Linked DNA regions of Mus musculus: region 1 is linked to region 2. The links are chromatin contacts, called in public promoter capture Hi-C maps. All regions are on one chromosome and are shown on one strand. The core of a region is the stretch at or near the end of the contact, and the rest is flanking DNA. Distances in the headings are between cores, read along the strand shown. Region 1 overlaps Cntd1 (cyclin N-terminal domain containing 1). Region 2 overlaps Atp6v0a1 (ATPase, H+ transporting, lysosomal V0 subunit A1).

What was found. Capture Hi-C pulls out chosen DNA fragments and counts their contacts.
Region 1: a contact with region 2 is called in a promoter capture Hi-C map of pancreatic islet. The contact joins two enhancer-like sites. A contact is called at or near these places in 1 of 115 datasets of contacts at active chromatin or transcription factors (pancreatic cancer cells) and 3 of 9 other capture datasets (embryonic stem cells, liver and pancreatic islet).

What each region holds. Positions count from the first base shown.
Region 1 is chr11:101,282,080-101,286,516 of GRCm38.p6, reverse strand. Cntd1 (cyclin N-terminal domain containing 1) reads right to left here. Exons shown (of 7, transcript NM_026562.2): 2 at 3,050-3,125; 3 at 2,625-2,796; 4 at 1,595-1,757; 5 at 708-852. Among named protein-coding and RNA genes, the nearest start is that of Cntd1, 5.1 kb to the right of the region's middle. Within about 2 kb of position 2,531, at least 13 of the 459 cell types and tissues checked have an H3K27ac peak or open chromatin away from gene starts, as enhancers often do. A contact at or near this core is called in pancreatic islet, where this site is marked.
Region 2 is chr11:101,044,306-101,048,144 of GRCm38.p6, reverse strand. Atp6v0a1 (ATPase, H+ transporting, lysosomal V0 subunit A1) reads right to left here. Exons shown (of 22, transcript NM_016920.4): 17 at 3,522-3,629. Among named protein-coding and RNA genes, the nearest start is that of Mir6928, 16 kb to the right of the region's middle. Within about 2 kb of position 2,589, at least 28 of the 459 cell types and tissues checked have an H3K27ac peak or open chromatin away from gene starts, as enhancers often do. A contact at or near this core is called in pancreatic islet, where this site is marked.

The DNA of each region.
Region 1 (4,437 bases), core at 1,282-3,781, 240 kb before region 2:
ACCATCACTGTCTTCAGACTCACTAGAAGAGGGCATTGGATCCCATTGCAGATGGTTGTGAGTCACCATGTGGTTGCTGGGAATCGAACTCAGGACCTCTGGAAGAGCAGTTGGTGCTCTTAACCCCTGAGCCATCTCTCCAGCTCCAATCATGTACTTTTAAACACAGAAAAAATAAAATGGTCAGGTAATAGCTGATCTGATGTCCCCATGCCCCCCAGCTCACCTGGGATTAAAACTTGTACCTTGTGTCTTCAGTGGCTGATAGGCCTTTTGTTGTTCCATCTGCCTTCCTAACACATGTAATTGTGAGGTTTTGGCCAGTCTGACTTTACAGTAATCAAATACTTTTGACCAACTTGCAACCATGTGACTGGCTTTTCCCCACTCAGGTGACTATAAAAGCAATCTAGCACTCCCAGTTTGTAAGTAGGAGCAAGGGAAGAACTAGAGAAGAATGTTAATTATTTGAACTTATTTACATTTAATAGTAAAAGTTTTCCCGGGCTCACTCATCTGCATCTGAACCACATACTGGAAGTTAATAAAAACCAATTAGCCTGTGCTGGTTTCCAATTTTCTAGTGCTGGGTACTGGATTTTCTAGGCAAGTACTCTACCACTGAGCTCCAAACCCCAAACTCTATTCATAGGATCTGTCCCTACTTTGCATCCCCAGAAGGAGCCTACCCAAGAAAAGTCTCTTACCCCTGCAGCTGACTGGGTGTAGAATTCTCAATTGAAGCTCTCAATAGGCTCTCATAGATGGGTTCATGCAGAAGATAGACCAGGTCGAGGAGGGTCAGACAAGTTGCATGTAGTTGTGTGGCAGGGACCAAACAGCCATTGTACCCTACATGGAGTATGTACATGGAAGGAACATGAGTCTCGGTCTCTGATCATAATCTTACGACATAAAGCGGTTTAGTTGCTAATGCTCTTCCTGTTATGCTCCACAATGAAAGATCTGTTAGCAGAAAGTCAGGGGTTTTTTGTTTGTTTTTGTTTTGTTGTTGTTTTTGTTGAGGCAGTGTCTCACTTTGTAGTCCTTGCTGATCTGTAACTTTGTGTAGACCAGGCTAGCCTCAAATTTAGAGATCCACCTGCCTCTGCCTCCCAACTGTTGGGATTAAAGGCATGTGTCTGGCCAGAAGGTTAATTATAAAGGATAGATCTCCGTCTGAAATACATACATACATTTACAGTACCATTATTCTGTCTTATGCTTCTTCATAAACCCTTAGATCCTGTAATAAGAAAATGCCTAATGATTGGGGTGTGGTGATGCACACGTTTAGTCCCAGCACTTGGGAAGCCAGCCTGGTCTACAAATTGAGTTCCAAAACAGCCAGCTGTTACATAGAAGAAAAGGAAAGAGTGTCTAATGAATCCAAATAGAAAGCAGGTGCTAGGCCTCTGAGCTCTCTCTCCTGACCGGTGCTGGAGGAACATTGTCAGTCATCCAGAAACACGGGCTCCCTTCCCGCTGCTCCTCATTGGTAGGCTGTGTCTCCTGTTCCCAAATCCCTGGGGACATTTGTGTTTTTGCCTGCTATGGAAGTCTGCAACCCACATCTGACACATGTAATAAATACCTAGGACTTCAAGGAGCATCTCCACATATGCCAGAGGAGTGGGCAGATTTATTTGGAAGTTCAGGGACTTCAAAATATCGAGCTCTGACTCCAGCAGTTCTTCTTTGGTGTGTACATAACCCAGAGCCTGGAGGAAATTCAGGACTGTAATGTTGCTGACAATCTGAGCAAAGAGGAGAGCAAAGGCAGAGGAGAGCCGTCAGGATGCAGCTATCAGGATGCAGGCCGTATGCCCTCCCTCACAGCAAAGCCCTCCAAGCCCACTAAGTTATGCAAACAGGATTACTTGCAATTAAGCCTTGTTCTCCCTTCAAGTCATGGCACGGGCTGGATTCCCTTCCCTTCTGTCTGGTCCTTCCTCCCTGCCCTCTCTAATTTTGTTTTGATTTTCTTTGCAGCCACCAGATCCCACCTACCAGTTCCAATAATTCATTAACTTCCTTGACTCAGCAAGGCTGATGAGAGTCATTCTTAGCCCTCAATTTACACTATTTTCTATTTTATTTACTTTCCATTCTGTTTACACCTACGCCTTTTCCCACTAGGTAAGGGATCCCTTGAGAGCACAATGTTTCTTACTGTGGTAGCCAGGCCATGGTATCTACTGAAGCACAGGGCCATAGAAGATACTCGATAAATATTTGCGGAATGAGTGATTTTACTGCACAGGCACTGGATAGTGATGTAGAAACATTTTATCCTTTTTAGGTGTAACCACTGGTCTTTAATGCTGATAGGCATGTTGGTAGTTCAGGAACCTTATGTAAACTGTCCTGAAGTCCAAGGGGAGGAAAGGTGACCTGTATGAATGATGGCACCTGTCCAGCAATTATACTTTGGGAACAGAACTTCAGGCTATTTAATAACTGCCTCTGTGTGACTGTGTGTATTCAGGAGGCATGCTTAGGACGCATAATTACACTCTGGAATTTCCACATGAGTAGTATCACCTAGCTTAGCAGTGGGTTTCTCACAGGCACCTTCAATCAGCTGTTTCTCGCTGACACTTGGGTGCCCACAAGCTCCTTACTTTGTAGTGGAAAGACAGTTTGCTGGCCAGCTGAACACACGACACCAATCGGAGGATGAACTTGTTGACAAGCTGCTCTTTCATAGCCCTCCAGCTCTGCAGCTCTGTGTCTTTACCTCTCAGCTGGAGTGTGGCTTGCCGACAGATGTCCTCTGCCTGCTTCAGCATGAATCTGTAAGGGGGAAATAAAAAGAAGAGGGTAAACTTACAGTGACACAGACTACAGGGACTTTGTGTTGTAGACACGCCACATTTTATCCTGCTGGGTATCAAATACTGGCGAGGAGAACTATATTTGCAAGTAAAAAGGAGGGTGCAAGCCCAGACAGCCTCCAGGTAAAGGGGCAACTAGTGCTGTGTGATGATCTAGGGACGCCAGCCATTCTGAGGGGCACCAGCACAAAGGCCTCATGCAAGAGCCTTACCTTTCTAGGATTTCTACAGCCTGGTAGCTCACCGATTTCTCCAGACACCATTGTTCAGACAGGAGAAAAACAAACTCTGCCAAAACAGGGAAGAAGAGCTTAATTCACAAGATGCAACCCAAGCCACACTGTGAACTCTTGGCATCGTGTAAAAGCCATGGTGGGGCTGAGAGAGGAGGGTCAAGAGGGGAGAAAGATGAGCCTGGGACAAGCAGAGCCGAGCTCAGCTGCCTTTGCTGCCAATGGGCAGATCAGAGGCATGGAAAGGAGGCTGGCTCTGGGCCAGTGTCAAGGGCCCACCAAGCCCCTCGGTGACCCGAGCCTGCCTTTGAGTCTCGGCTGACAAAAGGTTTGGTCAGTTACACACAAACATATACCAGCTGGCCTAATTGGTCTCCACCTCCTGCTGGGATCCCCTAGCTCCAAGAGGATTCTTGGATGGATAAAAACCCTAACCCCTATATTCTGTTTTCAGTGGAATGTTGGCAGGAACAGAAAGGTCCCTCCTGGGGCGTCCATAGTCTTTATGACACTGTTTGTTTAGTAACCACCCTCTGCAGAGCTCCCATTGCTTTACAAACACAATTCACCTTGCAGCTGGTCACCCGCTCTCCACCGCCAGTTTGTTGGGTAAATCTCTAGTATTACTGTGGACTGACTTGTTTTGAAGGAACACCCCCTAACTCAAAGAACATAGCCCAATTTAGAGGGAAAGAATCCTTAGGAGGTGGGGGAGTGTAAGATACCTTGGCAAGATTTTATCCTGCTTCTGTTTCCCTTTGAAAGAATAGCCTCAGATAAAATTCTATTTAGCTTGCAATATCATTAGAGGGTGGAAACGAGAGCGAATGTCAGTTCTCAGGAAAGAAAACCGAAGACCTAAGAACCTTTATCATTGATCAGCAAAGAATTACAGAGTGTGTGTGTGGGGGGGTCCTTTACCCAGCCTCTACGTACATAATCATACTGTCATATGTCTTCCGAGAAAAAAAATTGGACTTTCCTAGAAGAAAAACAAATTATTGGACATGCCTATAACTGGCAATGCCTATCATTTCAGCAGGTGGAGCAGGTTCAAGGGCATTCTCACATGGTAACTGAAGGTCAGCTTGGGCTGCATGAGACCTAGTCTCAAAAAAAAAAAAGTCTACAAAAAACTAAAACCAAGCTATCACAAGATACTTTAGCATACACTTAACACAAGTCACAAATAGTTTTATACACAAAGCTTTCTTACAAAGACCACAGCCCTAGCCGATAATTTCCATCAAGGAAGAGAATTAAGCACAACTCTGCATTTATGGGCCAGACCTTTAACCTTCTATTTGCTGGTCCTTAGGCTTTATTTCCTAGTCCAGGGATGTCCCCAGATCCTCGATTTTGTTCTG
Region 2 (3,839 bases), core at 1,340-3,839:
CACAGAGTTCTGCATGGGTGAGAAGCTGAGCATGAACACTCTCACAATGAACACAGCTAAGCTGTAAAGTCTGAGAGGGCCTGAGTGTTGCTGGAACTGAAGATGAGGCTTTCCAAGTGCAGTGTGGGGGTAGGGATGGCAGTGGGTGACATGATACGTATACCCTGCTCTGACAGGCTTTCAACAGGAGCCCAAGAGTTCCAGCAACATCTACCAGAAATATACCAGGCCCGTGTAGGAACAAAGAGCTACCCAAGGTCTTGGAAGAACACAAAACAAAACATCACAACATCCTAACAGTCACTCATTTGTGGCTAAAGAATTCTGAGTTTTAAAAACGTAAAGTAAGGCAGATCCCTTTCCATCAGAGGGTTCTGGTACAGTGAAAGGGACTGAGGAAGCAGCCCCTGGACCACTTCCTGTGAGTTCTATCAACCCAAAGCTGGAGGACTGCCTGCCTGCAGCGTGACTGCTCCAGTAAGCTTGAACAATGTGGAGACAGGGCTGGGAACTTCCCTGTGGCTCCCTTCCTTAGCTTTAGCTTTTGGGGAACCTCTTTTACTACAACTCGCTGGCCAGTTCAGACCCCAAGGTTTATTTATTATTGGGGTAGACTCCCCTTGTAGCATCAGTCAGTCTTACAAGGCTCACAGAAAAGGCCACGGGAGGAGCTCTACGGAAGCTACCTTGTTTGAGACAGGGTTTCTCTGTGTAGCCCTGGCTGTCTTGAAACTCATTTTATAGACCAGGCTGGCCTCGAACTCAGAGATCTGCCTGCCTCTGCCTGGGACTAAAGGCATGCACTACACCCAGCAATGTTAGGTACCATAAAAAGATTGCCTCTAAGAAGACAACTCTATTAAGAAACACTGAGAGGCAGAAGATTGCTTCAGTTTAAAATAGGTCCCGAGACATGGCTCTCCTTCTAGGTATGCATATTGTTTACTTGTGTCTCAGTAGATGACAGATATGTGCTGAAGGCAAAGACTCCACCTGATAACAATGTCCTGGAGGAGGAGGGTAGGGGGCAGGGCACTGAGACTTCTTGGTTAGTATAAAAGTTCTCTCTCTCTCTCTCTCTCTCTCTCTCTCTCTCTCCCCCCCCCCCCTTCAGTTCATGGGATTAGGGGTCACTTTTGCCTTTTCCTTCCTCTCACCTGTTTTAATGCCCATGTTCAAAGTTTACTAGGTGATTCAGATCTGGGAAATCACTGAAGTAAGCACTTCCGGTCAGGCTCAAATGTCGCCTAACTACCTTCAGAAGGGGGGCTTTAAGCATTATAAAGGGCATGGGGCCGGAGCGGGGAGACTCCATTGTATCTTGGCCTGGGTCTTACAGGGCAGAGGAGGAAAGCGTCCGAATTCAAAATCCCCCAAACAGAGTCCATCTCCCTAAGACTTCCCTAGCCAGAAGAAGTGAGAACAGACAGGTCAGACCTCCTAACCCGACTCTGACGAGTACCCTGCACGGCTCAGGAAACAAGAGTTACAGGAAGGAAATGAGAGACACACCAGCAAAGACAAGAAAAGAAATGCTGAGCTGTGACAACGCCACTCAAGGAGACAACGGAGGAGACAAGAAGCAGAGCAGGAGCAGATACGTGGGGTCAAGGGTCAAGGGTCCTTCTTGGAGTGTGGTCACCTTGATGCTGTTGGGCTGCTCTCCAGCAAGAGATTCAGCTAGGGACACAGCTGAGCAGACGCCATGAGTGGGAGAGCTTCCAGATGAGGAGGGGTTACTGTGGAGCTCAGCATGGAGGATGGAGTCACACTCAAAAGGCATCGAGAACAATGCAAGAAAAAAGCAAGGACAAAGCAAGAAAAGATGATGGGGAAAGAAAATCAATGCTGGGCAGTGTGTTCCTCAACTTGAAAATAATTTCACACAGCGAGATTAAAATTTTGTCTGGCATAAGCATGCATTCCCCTTAAAGCGGTGTATGCTAACAGAACAATCCTGACCTGCGAGATTGAAAATCTCGGATGTGAGGCTGCATAGACACAGTGCACTCTAAGATTCTGGTAAAATGATGTCAAATGTCTGACATTCAAAGTGCTGTCACTGAATTGTAGGTACAGAAGAAGTGAGGGTCTAGACAGATGGCTCTGGCAGATGTGCAGCACGCAGGGTGGCTCAGGAAATCAGCTGAAGAAACAAGACCTTCTGTGTCCCAGTTAGGGAAAGAGATACAGACCTTCTCTAAAGACTGAACTCCCAAAACAAGGACAAGGATCCCTTAAAGAAGGGCTTACAAGCACAAAGAACAAAGACATCAATGAAAGAGTCCAAGCCCCTCTTGTCTCCATGCTGAAAACCCACCCCACACACGATCACAGGATACAGACACAAAAGTGGATGAGCCCAGAAGCTGCCGTCTTGGAGTAAGATGATGGGACTCGAAGAGGGCCACTTGGCTCCTGAAGATAGGATTGTACTTACACAACCAAACAGAAACTTAGCAGGCCAATGGTAAAAACGATACCTGATCTATTCCTAAGAGGCAGATGGCTCCTCTGTCATGGTCTCAGTGAGCACACATGCCACGCTCTCAACAGCATTAAAAAAGAATTCACCTGCACTGTCTGCCACCTCTTTAAACAAACATTTTGCTTTGTCGGAGTTAAGTGACTCACTGTTGCAGCCGGTGCTGCCTCTAGTCCCTGTTGGCTCGGGGTTGGTGTGACTGGGGCCTCCACGGGTTGCCCTTCCTGATAGTGAATGGGAGAGAAGAAGGGAGAAGAGAACGAGAGAGGGATGGGGAGAGGGAGGGGAGACGAATGGAGGGCACATGAAAGGATGAAGATGGTCAGAAAAGGGAGAAGGAGGGTCTTGTAACTCAGCTGCTCTCCAACGGAGGGATCATCTCACAGCCATGGGACTCATGCAATAAGATCTCTTGGGTTTTCCCGGGCAATGCAGTAAGCATTATGGGATAGCCAGAAATTACACGCAGTATCGAACATTTGGCAAGCTTAACTTTGTGTGTCTGTGTGTAGAGTCGGTATACACACATCTGTTAAGTAAACACCTGTGTGTATATATGCTGCTTCTTAGAAGAAGAAGAAACAAAAAAAAAAAAAATCAGTGTGCTTTAAGTCAGATCCTTTCCAGGTGTGTCAGTTGGTGAAAGCGTCATAGTTTCATTAAAAAAAATATGTCTTTGGGTCAGTCCTGTGGCTGCCCAGGCAAACCACACGAGTGAGCTCACTGTCTGCAGCTCTCCTAACCTTGATATTTGGCTGATGCCGCATCTAGACGTGTGGGCCCAGGGCTGGCCTCTGCTGCCGAGAGCGTGACAAAAATCACGACCAGGAAAGGTAAAAACATAGTGATTTATTCTCTCCGATCCAGGTGTCTCTGACGTTGGCAGGCCCGGGGTTCATGCTCATATGTAACCCAAATCCATAACGGAACACATGCACGTGTGCACAGTTAATTACATCCTCTAAGGCGCTGCCTGGATCTTAGGCGAGGAAAAAGTCTAAAGTCTAGTAACCTTCAGCCACAGACAGACACTCACCAAATGCTTCTTCCTCAGGTACTGATGGCGAAGGATCAGCGGCTTAAACAGAAGCATCCAAGGGACGCAGAGCATCGCCACCACGATGAGGAAACACTGAATTCCTTTCTGCAAAGTAAGAGACAACAAAGCCCACCAGTCAAACAGACTGTTTCCAACAGCAGCACACATTTTCCCCCCAAACAATAGATCCTTATTGGTCTACGACTATTTCTCTAAGTAATGAGCTGGCACCAGGACAAACCCAGTAAGTGTCCCATCAAATGGTAGTTCTAAATTATGCCCCCTTTACTCATCTAATTGTTCGAGACATGATCT